2 separate regions of the Mus musculus genome follow, and region 1 is linked to region 2. A link is a contact called in public HiChIP or PLAC-seq data. All regions are on one chromosome and are shown on one strand. The core of a region is the stretch at or near the end of the contact, and the rest is flanking DNA. Distances in the headings are between cores, read along the strand shown.

Region 1 (5,865 bases), core at 1,388-3,887, 310 kb after region 2:
ATAGGTATGATAAACAGACACACACTGTGAGGACTTTCTGGCTCTTTATGTACTTCAAATCACATGAGATCATTAAATCACCCAGACCCAGTGATTTCATTCTGCTCATTGCTCTTATATCAAAAGATATAATCAATGTTTGTTAATTCCTATCCTAGTAGCTGGCTTAAAATGTGAGAATCTACCAAACAGTGCTATTCTATGACGCTTTCTGAAGTCTATGGTAGCATGATGCATACTGACCAATCAGGTATAAAATCCTGAGCAGCAGGAAATGCTACTATTTACTCCTTGGTGATCTTGACTAAGTCAGTGACCTCCCTGAGCCCCGCTCTCCCCCTGTGTAGTAGCAGTGCCTGCTTCAGTTGCCTGTCTATAGAGATCAGAGCTGGTGCACAGTAAGACAAGCTGTTTACAGCACTGTCAGATGCATGTTGATGAGTCAAACGATCCTGGGATATTACGAAAACTTTAAGGTTAGAATTAACTTTTCTTTGAAGATTTGGTACTCTTTCTGTAAATTTGTCTGGGCTTATTTTCTTGTGAGAGAAAAATGCTGATTATAAATTATTCAGTCTTTCCCTACCCCCTTGGAAATTTTAATAGACCAGGCCCTAGAAATTCTCTATTTCATTTAAATTTTCAAACATGATTTTGTTGATGAATTTTATGTGTGGAGGTGTTTGCCTGCATGTATGTCTGTGTATCATGCCTGATGCCTGTGGAGGCCAGAAGACGGCATCGGATCCTTTGGAACTGGAGTCATAGATGGTGGTTAGCCACCATGTGGGTGCTGGAAAATTGAATCTAGGTCTTCTGGAAAAAACAGCCAATACTCTTAACTACTGAGCTATTTCTTCAGCCTCTAAATATTCAAACTTTTAGCATAGATTTTCTTCCTAGTAGACCCATAGTTGGTTTTTAATAACAGAGTTATCGATTTACCTATGAAGGGTGGGGGCATGCATATGCCATGGTGCATGTGCATGTGTAGAAGTCAGAGGACAATTTTCCACAGCTATCACAGGAGTCGTGGGGATCGAGCTGAGGTGGCCAGCACTGATTGACAGCATGCGCCCTCACTCACCGAGCCATCCCATTACAGCACTCCTTCCACCTCACCCGCCAAGTTCTTTTTTGAGACAGGATCTCTTTGTAGCCCTGGCTGTCCCTCTGGCCTCTGCGTCCCAAGTGCTGATGTTAAAGGGGTGTCCCTGTGCCTGTAACCTGCCATGCTCTTAATACCTACTGCACTCATAGAATTTTTAAATTATGAAGTTGTTAGTATTTGAAAATTTTGCTTTATATATATTCAACATATGATTAAATACAAAATTTAAATGACCAATTCACATTTTAAAGCTTCCTTTTGCAATAATATAGGAAAATAAAATGTTTGCTATTACAACTCCCTTAACTCAATGTCACTAGAATGTATTCAGTTTATAAAATGGAGCTTGAAATGAGATACGGATCTATGCATTTTTCACTGCTTCCCATGACCTAACCTTGATGTGGGGAAGCACTATTTCTGTGGCCTTGCTGTGGGGAGCACTGTTTCTGTGGCCCTGCTGTGGAGAGCACTGTTTCTGTGGCCCTGCTGTGGGGAGCACTGTTTCTGTGGCCCTGCTGTGGGGAGCACTGTTTCTGTGGCCATGCTGTGGGGAGCACTGTTTCTGTGGCCCTGCTGTGGGGAGCACTGTTTCTGTGGCCCTGCTGTGGGGAGCACTGTTTCTGCGCACTACCCTGCTACTTTGCCATCTCCCTTATCTCATCTGCAGCTGTTAAGTCAGATACAGGAAGCACAGAGAGGCCCCACAGGAACATATGCAACTATTTGATCACTATATTCAGAGAAAGGCAAATCCAGAATATGAATTGTAACTTGGGAGTCTTTAGAAAAAAAAAATCAAAGATTTTACTGCAGAAACTTTTGTAAAAAGACTTGATTGGATTTTGGGGGCATTTAAGTTTTCCTATACTTACCATGAACACAGAAACAAAACCCAAATAAGAATTTGGTAATAAGATAGGTAATATATATCTTTATATATGAGATTTTACATTTTCAGGTAGAATGTAAGAAAATAAATACAGTAAAATCCTCATTGAAGTTTGAGCTAAAAAGCAAGAGTCTTAAAATAAAGTTTTGTTTAAGAAAAACCCCTTGTGATTTATTCTGTAGTGTTACCAATTCACACAAGTAGAAAAGGGCTTTGAACAAATACTGCTTATGCCCAGATGTGTTGCAGCCTCCCAGGGACTATGCCCTATGCCCTCTCTTACTGCTGAGGGCAAGGGAGGTGAATTAATTTAAATATGGAAACATCAGTCAAGAGTCAAAAGATAATTATGTAGGTGAAAAAACTAGGGATGATCAATTGTCCACATTGTGAAATGTTCCAAAGGGACCAGCGTAGACCCCGAGACTGGGCAACCCCAAAGCACAGGCACTCGATCACATGCATCTCAGATCATACCTCAGGCGGTTTGAACTCTTCAATTCCACCTTCCATTTTCTGCTTAAGTGCACTGTTTACTTGCTTAGCATTCTGAACCTTCACAAAATGACAAAACGTGAGTCAGATCATGCACTCAGTAAAGCCTTGTGAGTAAGTACTACGTAAGTCAACAGGGCATGCATCAACACCATCACAGGTTTCAGTTCAGGAGGACAGACACAATTGTCCCACGTAAGACGTGCCATTCTGTCAATCGATTAGCACATACTTTGGCAGATTGACAGGACTCTGAGTAAGACTCTTTTGTGGGGTGGTGGTGGTTCTGAGCTCTGAGCTGAGCTTCACTCCTGGAAGGCAAGCACTTTACCACCAGGCTACACCTCATCCTAAATCAGACTTTAAACATCATTTAACAGTGTCTTTTATAACCAAAGGCAGCTGGCAATAAACAAAGATTAAACTCTATTGCCAGTTCTCATCACCATAATGTTCTGACCAAATGGCAAACGTTCCTATAATAATAATGGTGATCACGACTATTATTTGCTAGATATAAAACATCATTCTTTTACGTTAAAAACAAGTCACTCAATTCTTACAACCATTTGTGTGGTAAATATAACTAGTTCTGTATAACACAACATACACACTCTTAAAAGTTATTTCATTATGTAAGATCTTTAATTAACAAAAACCTACATCTTATGGGGAAAAGGTACCTTTTGGGTAGAACAGTCAACATCTTCAATGGCAAACATGAAAAGATAGGGATCTAACAAAGATGGGAGCAGAATTTTATATACGCTAAAGAAATGCAGAAATGCTACAATCAAGATGGCACTTGACCTTATAAAAATATTCAGGCTAGTGTGAAGCCAGGTGTCAGCCTGGCTGCACCTTCTGAGCTCCTGTGCATGGTAGAAGGAGGGTTATTTGAAATTCTACCCAAGGTTTACATCAGATGTGTGCGGTTTCCAACACACAGTGAATTGATATGGCTGCTACACAATAGAGGTGTATGAATGTACTCGCCAACTAGATATAGTTCTTCACTGACAAAAAACATACATTTGCCCAACACAAAAATCACACTCCACTCAAATTGTTTCCCAATTTATCTATCAAAGGCAGTGGAATATGCATGTTTTCAAACAGGAGCTGAAGTAGGCCTGACTCTGCTTCCACTGGAACCATCCATAGAAATACATAAAAATACAAGGCTCACAGAGGTTAAGTAATCTTTCCAGGTTATACGTGTGCTAAGTGCAATCTAAACATAAGCCAAGCTTCACACTATGAGTCTATGAGCAACTTAGTGTCCTTGTAGAGTATACATGAGAACTGTCTTCTTGCTAACCCCTTCCTTTTGGTTGGTTTTTGTTTGTTTGTTTTTTTGTTTTGTATGTTTTTCGAGACAGGGTTTCTCTGTGTAGCCCTGGCTGTCCTGGAACTCACTCTGTAGACCAGGCTGGCCTCGAACTCAGAAATCCGCCTGCCTCTGCCTCCCAAGTGCTGGGATTAAAGGCGTGTGCCACCACACCTGGCTTTTTTTTTTTTTTCCCTCCAGTATGGACAGCCAAATATTATTAGGTTATTCATCATGTTTTTTCAACCATAGAATCTAGAATAAACCAAAGGATAGTTTAGAGTCAATCAGTTGGCCATGTCAGGAAAACTCACATAGGAGAAGGAAAGGAAGAGCATGCAAGAGAACAAATAAAGGTGCTGATGCTGGGCATTGCTGTTGGGTGTTGTTGAGTGGATGTAGGTAGCTTCAGGGAAAGGCTCCAGTTCAAAGCACTCAGCAGCTGGACGGTGTGGGAGAAACAGAAAGAACTCTAGGCAGAAGAGCATTTAGGAAAAAGGAGGGACATAGGGCCAGGGCAAAGAACCGAAGAGCCATGAAGTAGGCCAAAGAACTTCAATTCTGCCCAATGACTGAAGGAAACTGAAAAATTTTACTGGAGAGAATGTGATCACATCTGCCTTTTAGAAAAGCACTTCTAATAAGCAGCACAGAAGACAGGATGATATGAGAGCACAGATCAATGCAATGTAGCAATAAAAACCTCTCAAGAGGAATGTGGAGGGACAGTGATGCACACCTGTAATCCCAGCACTCAGAGGCAGAGAGGCAGGCAGATCTCTGTGAGTTCTAGGCCACCCTGGTCTATATAGTGAGTTCCAGGACAGCCAGGGCTGTGTAGAACAACACTGTCCAAAAAAAAAAAACAAACAAACAAACAAAAAAACAACCAAACTGAAAAAGAGTAACTCAGATGGCCTGGTGGTTAAGAACACCTGCTGCTCTTCCAGATTTGATTCCCAGCGCCCAGCTCACTTACAACAGTCTGCAGTTCCAGTTGCAGGGAATTTGACAACATCTGATCTCTGTGGGTACCATTCAATTACATAGTATACATACACATATGCATGAAAAACACTCACACATACAATAAAATATTTATGAGAGAGAGAGAGAGAGAGAGGAGAGAGGAGAGGAGTGGAGAGGAGAGGAGAGAGGGGAGAGGGGAGAGGAGTGGAGAGGAGAGAGGGGAGAGCAGAGGAGAGGAGAGGAGGAGAGGAGGGGAGAGGGGGGAGAGGGGAGAGGGGAGAGGGGAGAGGAGTGGAGCAGAGAGGAGAGGGGAGAGGGTAGGAGAGGAGGAGAGGAGGAGAGGAGGAGAGGAGGAGAGAGGGGAGAGGGAAGAGGGGAGAGGGGAGAGGGGAGAGGGGAGAGGGGAGGGGGAGGGGGAGAGGAGAGGGGAGGAGAGGGGAGGAGAGGGGAGGAGAGGGGAGAGCTGGGAGATGATGGGACATGTCTCTAATCCCAGTACTTAAAAGACAGAGGCAGGCAGATCTCTCTGAGTTCAAGGTCAGCCCAGTCTACAGAGGAAGTTGCAGGACAGCCAGGGCTACATAGAGAAACCCTGTCTCAGAAACAAAACAAAAGAATACAACACAACAGAAAAAAGCAAACCAACAAAAACCAGATGCTAGGGAAGCGTGGAAGACAGCCATTTGGTCCGTGTAAGATGAGCTGCTACCGGTGTGTAAACCTTTACTATGTCACATGGCAAATGAATAACTAAGGGGAAACCCCTTCACTGTGGCAATACTTATTGTTTTTATATCAATAGCAGAAATTTCCAGTTTATTTTCATAAGGCCTTCTGGCAGCATCTTCACAGTTTACAGACTAATGTCTTAGCACTGAAAAGCCACGAGGATATTTTTTAATGACCCACAATGAGCATCACAATGTGCTCGGCAACCCGCACATATCACTGCAGACAGCTTTCAACAACTTGAAAACCAGCATGGTTATGACTCCTTATTCCACAGGAAAGTCAAGGCCTACTGAGCTATACAATTTGTTTAGCATCAATGCTGATGGATAACAATGC
Region 2 (6,698 bases), core at 1,035-3,534:
GTCCCATGGTATTTCCAAAATGCTGGGGTCTGTTCTGATTGCGTTGCATCTTTAACAACCATGGGCTTTTTTCAGGGACTCTAACACTCCCACATGGTGCCAAAGACTCAAATTCTCTCCGTGACCTTTTTAATCCTGGGTCTTCTGCTTCCACTGAGACTCCATATTCACCAATAGCCTCTCCTGTCTTCTCACGGTACCGAGCCTCAGCTGCTCTCCATGACCCCCTCATGCTTTCAAAACCAGCACCACCTGAGAGACTCACATAAAACCAAGTCCCAGTAGCCCATCAAGTCACACCCCTTTCTGATCTCAACACATTAATGCTGTGTTTTCATGTATCATCTGACACAGCAAACCTTTACGGTATTCCTGTGGGGAGATTTTAATGATTTCTCATTTAAGAGTGGGATTTCTGGTCTCACATCTCACACACACTAGGCAAGTGCTCCACCATGAAGCTACACTCAGTCCTTAAAACAATGTTTGCTTCTGGAAAAATAAGCATAATAGACAATTTGTTAACCTAACACATCTTAGTATATCGTGGACAGTGCTGAGGGTATACACTCTATGGTAGATCCCATATGCAATTCTATTTTGTCTTCCAATATGGAGACTCTACAACAGTGACTCCATCCCTCACCTCTCTGCTCTACAGGTCACCACTCTGGCACATTTCCATGAATGTGGGAAGTCTACATACCTCCTATGATCCAAGTGTTATATTTATCTGTCGTTGCTTTCTTTCTTAGCCAGGGTTTTTTTGTATATCCCAAGCTGGCCTTGAACTTGCTATATAGCTAGGACTTAGGGAAAACCTCTAGGTCCCTTCCTCCCAGGGTCTCATCCTAGAATGCACGGTCCCCACCCTGGCTTGTTGAACCTGGAACTCCTGCTCCTATACCTCTTGAGTGTTAGTATCAGAGGCTAGTTCCACCACATTTGTTGTAAGGAGTGCTGGGGACCGAACCCAGTCTCTGTGTGTATTTGACAAATGCTCTAACAATTTAGCCAAATCCCTCATTTACCCTTTTGTGACTGGCTTGTTTTACGTAATTCCTTGAGGTTTTTGCCTTTTGGAGTATATATCAACATTTCTGAGGATTTCCTTTTGGCAAGACATCTATAGACAGGAAACAGGGACTCATACAGCATAGTGGATGGTCTTTGTACCTCAAAAATGCAACATACCTGTAATCCTAACTCTTAGAAGGCAAGAGGATTGTGAATTCAAGGCCAGCCTGGGCTACATAGTTGTAACCCTTTCCAAACAAAACAAAACAAAACAAAACAAAACAAAAAAACAAAAAAAAAACTTTCTATGAGATCGCCTAGAACCAACCAAACATAAAAGAGATTTTAAAATATTTATTTATTTATTTATTTATTTATTTTAAATCCTCAAACACCTAGAATAAGTGAGAGCAGACTGAAGCCCAGGCGGTGGGAACACTGCTCTGGTGTAATGGGCCCTCCCAACCCAAAGGTTCAGCCAACCCTGGACAGAAACTCTCTTTTACGTGTTATGCATTGCTATTGACAGACTCCGAAAGGAGCCCCTCACTCAGGCCTCAGGACAATAGCGGACACCCAAGAACTCACGAGAGACCGAGCTTGTTGCAAACCACATGAGGCTTTATTGGGGGGGGGGGAGCCAGAGCTCTGGGGGACGACTCATATCCCACGCAGGGGTAGAGGAGTCGACCTCGAGGGGAAAGAGGTCCCAGTTTTTTAGGCCCTCGGGGGGGGGGGAAGGAGAGGGGGAGAGTAGGGGATTTCCAGATCTAAACAATGTCTATTCTCAAGAAATGGGTATGGGAGGGGTACAAGGAAAGAGTCTGATGCAGGTGTAGCAACTCAGGATTGGCCGGGGAGATTTTCTGACTCTTTCCCAGCAACCAATATCACAAACACCTGGCAATGGGCTTCATCCGTGGGCACACACATGGGTCAAGGAACGGTCAAAACATTGGCAGACACACAGGTTCAAGGAGTGGCCAGAGCATTGTGCACCTCTATTTTTCTAAATCTGTGAAGCTAGTTCTGCTAACACTGACATCTATCTTGCCAATTTCAGGGCTTCTGTGTCCTTTTACATTCTGTCAGGATCTTTCAATATGTGCTATGGTTACTCCTGAACTCTTTCTTAGGATTGCCCTCGGAATGGTAATGTAGGCTTACACTGCACAGGCATTGTAAGTTGCCTAGAGAACGCTAATATATGCAGGAGGAAGTAGGTAGGTAATATGCAAATACAATGCTAATTTATTTTATGGGAGCAATTCAGGGCTTGGTGTGGCAATCCTGGAATCGGTCCCGAGGTTAACCAGGGACTGTTCAATGGCTCTGCTAAGAAGTTAAGTAGCTGTAGAGACCACTAGTCCTTCACGACATCCCACAGGGGGTCAGCATGGCGGCTGTTTGACAGGCTTTATGTAGGAGAGAGGGATTCGTGCTGGGGATGCTTGTGGGAAGGAAGAAAGGTAGAGGAAGCTGCAGTGGGGGAGGGGAGGCTGGAGTCCAGAAGCCTGGGGCTAAGAGACTAGGATGTGCTCAAGGAGTCAGAAGCTTGGATAAGGTGGAGCAACAGGGTCAATTCTGTCTGTGAGGCTCTCTCAGGAGCAAAGTGGGCAGGGAGGGACACCTGTTCCCAAGCGACATCTGACCCTCTTCCAAACAGGTGTAGCAGGTATTTCTAGATCTGAGTGCACGGAGAGGCTGACACATCACTGACACCCTCAACTTCCCATGAGTCAGAGCTATAACTGGGGGTGGGGGTGGGGGTGGATTTCCTCTTCAAATCACAGTTCACACCACATCTCTTCAAGATATAGTCCAGACTATTAATCAAGAAGTCTCCCTTCTTCTTAGAACCTTAGGTGGCTTTCAAGAATCCAGACAACGGAGTCAGGAGAACCAGGGAGCATTTGTAGCTAAATGAGTGTGTTCCCGAAAGAACGAAAGCTTTCCCTCCCCTCTGCTTGGCACATAGCTCACTGGAATGCTTTCTCAGTCACGTAGGAAGCCCTAGTGGGAATCTCAGATGAGCACTCCCATATGCTGGCAGCCTGGAGCCCACTGCACAGGGAGCCTGTCTAAACCCAGCCAGGCAAGTGCACTGGGGATGCACATAATCTCAGGACTTAGGGAAAACCTCTAGGTCCCTTCCTCCCAGGGTCTCATCCTAGAATGCAAGGTCCCCACCCTGGCTTGTTTTCTTCCCTTTGGAAGAGCTTGAGTCTGACCTGGCCAGTGACTCAGCCATCTTTGCCCCGGGGAATTCTTGGAAGGAGGTGAGGAAACTGCTTTCTGTGAAGGTTGTGCCTGGGCCTGCTGTAGAAGACTGGAGGCTGCAGAATGACGTACAGCCACCTCCTAGAAGTCTGAATGACAGGGGAAGGTCCCTGCATTATCATCCCTTAAAAGTTACTGGCAGGGGAGTTGGTCAGAACACGAAAGTTCTAGAAATGAGCTCATTGGGTTTGCAAATCTCCTTTGGCCTGTCTGACCCGCTTGGGCAGTTGTCCACAGCAGTGGCAGAAGCTTCATTCAGGTCACATCACATTCCGTGAGGTAACAGGAAGCACTCGGGTTACAAGTCACACTATTTCCAGCACAGGAAGGTCTTGGTGGGTGTGAGGCAAACTCTGCTTTGGAAAAACATGGGTCCTCTCTTCCACAGACACCTCCTTATCATGTCACCCTCAGAGTACCTCATCTCTAGCCTTACCTATTCACGCCCTTCCTTGTTCAGATCACCCAGGACAATGATATACTGCCTGGTGTCTGGGGACCGATTGCCTGTGCAACTTGACTTACAGGCTGCCGCTCCTAGACCAAGTTGAGATCCAGATTCCTGACAACCTTTGTCCCATTAACCCTCACACCCAGAAGGCCAAGAGCCAGGTAGCATCATAACCTCACCATTTACCCAAAAGATTTGATCTCGGAAGTGTCCGATGCTGTAGACGGGGAGGGTCGCTGTTACAATAAATAATAAAACTGTAATTGGCCAATGTTTGCGGTTCTCGCTCCAGGGCCCCAGCACCGGACATGCATTACCAAATGTCATCTCCACAGTTTTAAAAGTCAGTCCTGAGATGGGGACTATCTTTAACCCTTTAGTAAAGAAAACCAAGTGTCAGTAAGCCAGAGGCTAATTCTCAAACATTCCCCGAGCTGTGCTTTTGTCTGATAGTGTCACCAGTCTGCAGGGTCATCCCCATGCCCAAGAAGGTGTATAGCAACTGGCCAGGCGGAAGAGGTCGGTAGGTCTGGATATAGTCAGAGCCTGAAATTCTTAAAAGCTCCTGTCTTAGTCAGGGTTTCTATTCCTGCACAAACATCATGACCAAGAAGCCAGTTAGGGAGGAAAGGGTTTATTCAGCTTACACTTCCACATTGCTGTTCATCACCAAAGGAAGTCAGGACTGGAACTCAAGCAGGTCAGGAAACAGGAGCTGATTCAGAGGCCATGGAGGGATGTTCCTTACTGGCTTGCCTCCCCTGGCATGCTCAGCTTGCTTTCTTATGGAACCCAAGACTACTAGCCACAATGGGCCCTCTTTCTCCTTGATCACTAATTGAGAAAATGCCCCACAGCTGGATCTCATGGAGTCATTTCCTCAAAGGAGGATCCTTTCTCTGTGACAACTCCAGCTTGTGTCAAGTTGACACACAAACCAGCCAGTACAGCTCCCTCACATGGCTGCTGCTCCAGGGCTCAGGCCCTGAGGATTCTACCTTACAGCACAGGGGGCTCCAGACCTCCAGCAGATAGCCTGGGTCTCTCACATTCCTCTGCTGTGTTCATTTCTCGGTCTTAATCCGAGAAATCAAGCCCCTGCAGCCAGGGAGCCCTCCAGAGGGGACAGACATCAGCACCCACAGTCACACTCCATAAACAGCTTCCAGGACAACACACTTAACAGCACGTATGGTCACTCTAGACCTAACTTGAGCCAAGCTGGCCCCATTGGGGCACAGCCTTCAAGCACACTGGGGTCAGGGCTAAGCAGGAAATAAAACCCACAGACAGCTCATATCACCTCGTAGTTCTTACTCTGGTTTCAGCTATGTTTGGCGACTGGATGGCCTTTCTTCTCACCCCTGAAGACAAGACTCTCTTATTTCAGTCCCCCACTATGTGCCTGACATCTAGAATGGTGGCTGACACTTGGGACGGGGACAGGGAAAGGAATGGACAGAGGGCTGAGCAGATAAAGAAGAGATGAGAAGCTGGGCTCGATGACATGTAGTTTTCATCCCAGGATTCGGGAGGCTGGGGCAAGTGGATCCCTGAGTTCCAGGACAGCCTGGTCTACAGAGTGAGTTCTAGGACAGCCAGGACTACACAGAAAGAGCCTGTCTTAAAGAACTAAAATAGAAGAAGAGGGGGAGGAAGAGGAAGAAAAGAGGAAGACCAGGAGGACCAGGAGGAGGGCCAGGAGAGATAGAGGACAACTGAGTGAGATAAGATGAAGGAGGTTGGTTGACTGAAGCTGGGGTAACTTGCTGGTGGTTCCTAAGAAACCCCACCTGCCTTCTCTGCCTTCCCAAACCCAGCTCCCTTGAGCAGGTAAAAGCTGTGGCCTGTGGATCCCAACCTCGGCTCATCCACTTTGCTACCTTTCCTCTAACAGCAGGTGTGGGTGGGTGGGTGGCTCACATGACAGAAGTCAGAGGCTCAGGGCAGGCAGGGTCGATGAGGGCAGTGTGGGAGAATCCTAGACCTCTCCTGAGACTGTGGTGCCCTGCTGGACATCTCTGGGGGTGATGGTAAATATTGACCACCAGCTTGGCAGAATCTTGAATTACTCAGAAGACAAACTTCCAGGCATGCCCGAGAGTGTTTCTAGACGGGGTTAATCGAGGTGGGAAGACTCAGCCTAAATGTGGACGGCAGCATTTCATGGGGAGAGGTCCTGGGCTGAACAAAAGGAGGAGATGAGCTGAACTCCAGCATGCATCTCTCTGTGGTTCCTGACTGCAGATGCTACAGGACAGCTGCTCACCCCTGCTGTCATGCCCTGCCCCCCACCATGATGGACTGTACTCTCCAACTGTGAGCCAGATAAGCCCCGCCAGAGGTAAAGTCACTTTTGTTGGGTACCTTTTGACAGCACAGAAATAACGAACATACCTGGCCTGTGGCTGCATTGTGGTCTGTCTTCCTGTGTGTTCCTTCTCCCTGTGTGTGACCCTTTCTGAAAGGCAACAGCCATTGGGTAAAAGCCCACCAATGACCTTATCTGGCTGAATACACTGACTGTGGGCATCCTGTTCTGAGTGCATGATGGTCATGTGCTGAGGTCCTGGGGTCGGGGCTCCAATACATCTTTTTCTGTCAGTTAGACTTTTATATCTAGGAGGGAGACATGTTGGAAGGCAGAAAGGGGAGGATCTGGGGAGACCTCCCAAGGATGTGGTCCCTCAGGCTGGCGAAGAAAAGGTCAGGTGCTAGGGGCAGTGGGCTTCCACACCCTGGGACCCCTGAGGCTGGAGAGAAAAGCTGAGGGCCTAGGAGCTGAAATGAGGTCCCCACCCCACCCCACCTCCGATTCCACAGGTATCATCAGTGAGGGCCCACTGCTCACAGGAGGACAGCATGGATAGACCTTGAATGTTGCACCCTGTCAAGAGCAAGAGCTGCCAGGGAAGGAAGCCATGCAAGAATTTCAAGCCTCCCTTTCTGG

Evidence for each region. HiChIP or PLAC-seq counts read pairs in DNA pulled down with a chosen protein or histone mark.
Region 1: a FOXA1 HiChIP or PLAC-seq map of pancreatic cancer cells shows a contact between it and region 2. The contact joins two enhancer-like sites. A contact is called at or near these places in 1 of 15 datasets of contacts at CTCF or cohesin (the NIH/3T3 cell line), 1 of 115 datasets of contacts at active chromatin or transcription factors (pancreatic cancer cells) and 2 of 9 other capture datasets (adipose tissue and pancreatic islet).

Annotation. Positions count from the first base shown.
Region 1 is chr1:192,113,789-192,119,653 of GRCm38.p6, forward strand. It overlaps Rcor3 (REST corepressor 3), which reads right to left. Exons shown (of 12, transcript NM_001346740.1): 9 at 2,481-2,558. Among named protein-coding and RNA genes, the nearest start is that of Gm10516, 20 kb to the right of the region's middle. Within about 2 kb of position 2,638, at least 12 of the 459 cell types and tissues checked have an H3K27ac peak or open chromatin away from gene starts, as enhancers often do. A contact at or near this core is called in pancreatic cancer cells, where this site is marked.
Region 2 is chr1:191,799,972-191,806,669 of GRCm38.p6, forward strand. No RefSeq gene overlaps it. Among named protein-coding and RNA genes, the nearest start is that of Nek2, 18 kb to the right of the region's middle. Within about 2 kb of position 2,285, at least 105 of the 459 cell types and tissues checked have an H3K27ac peak or open chromatin away from gene starts, as enhancers often do. A contact at or near this core is called in pancreatic cancer cells, where this site is marked.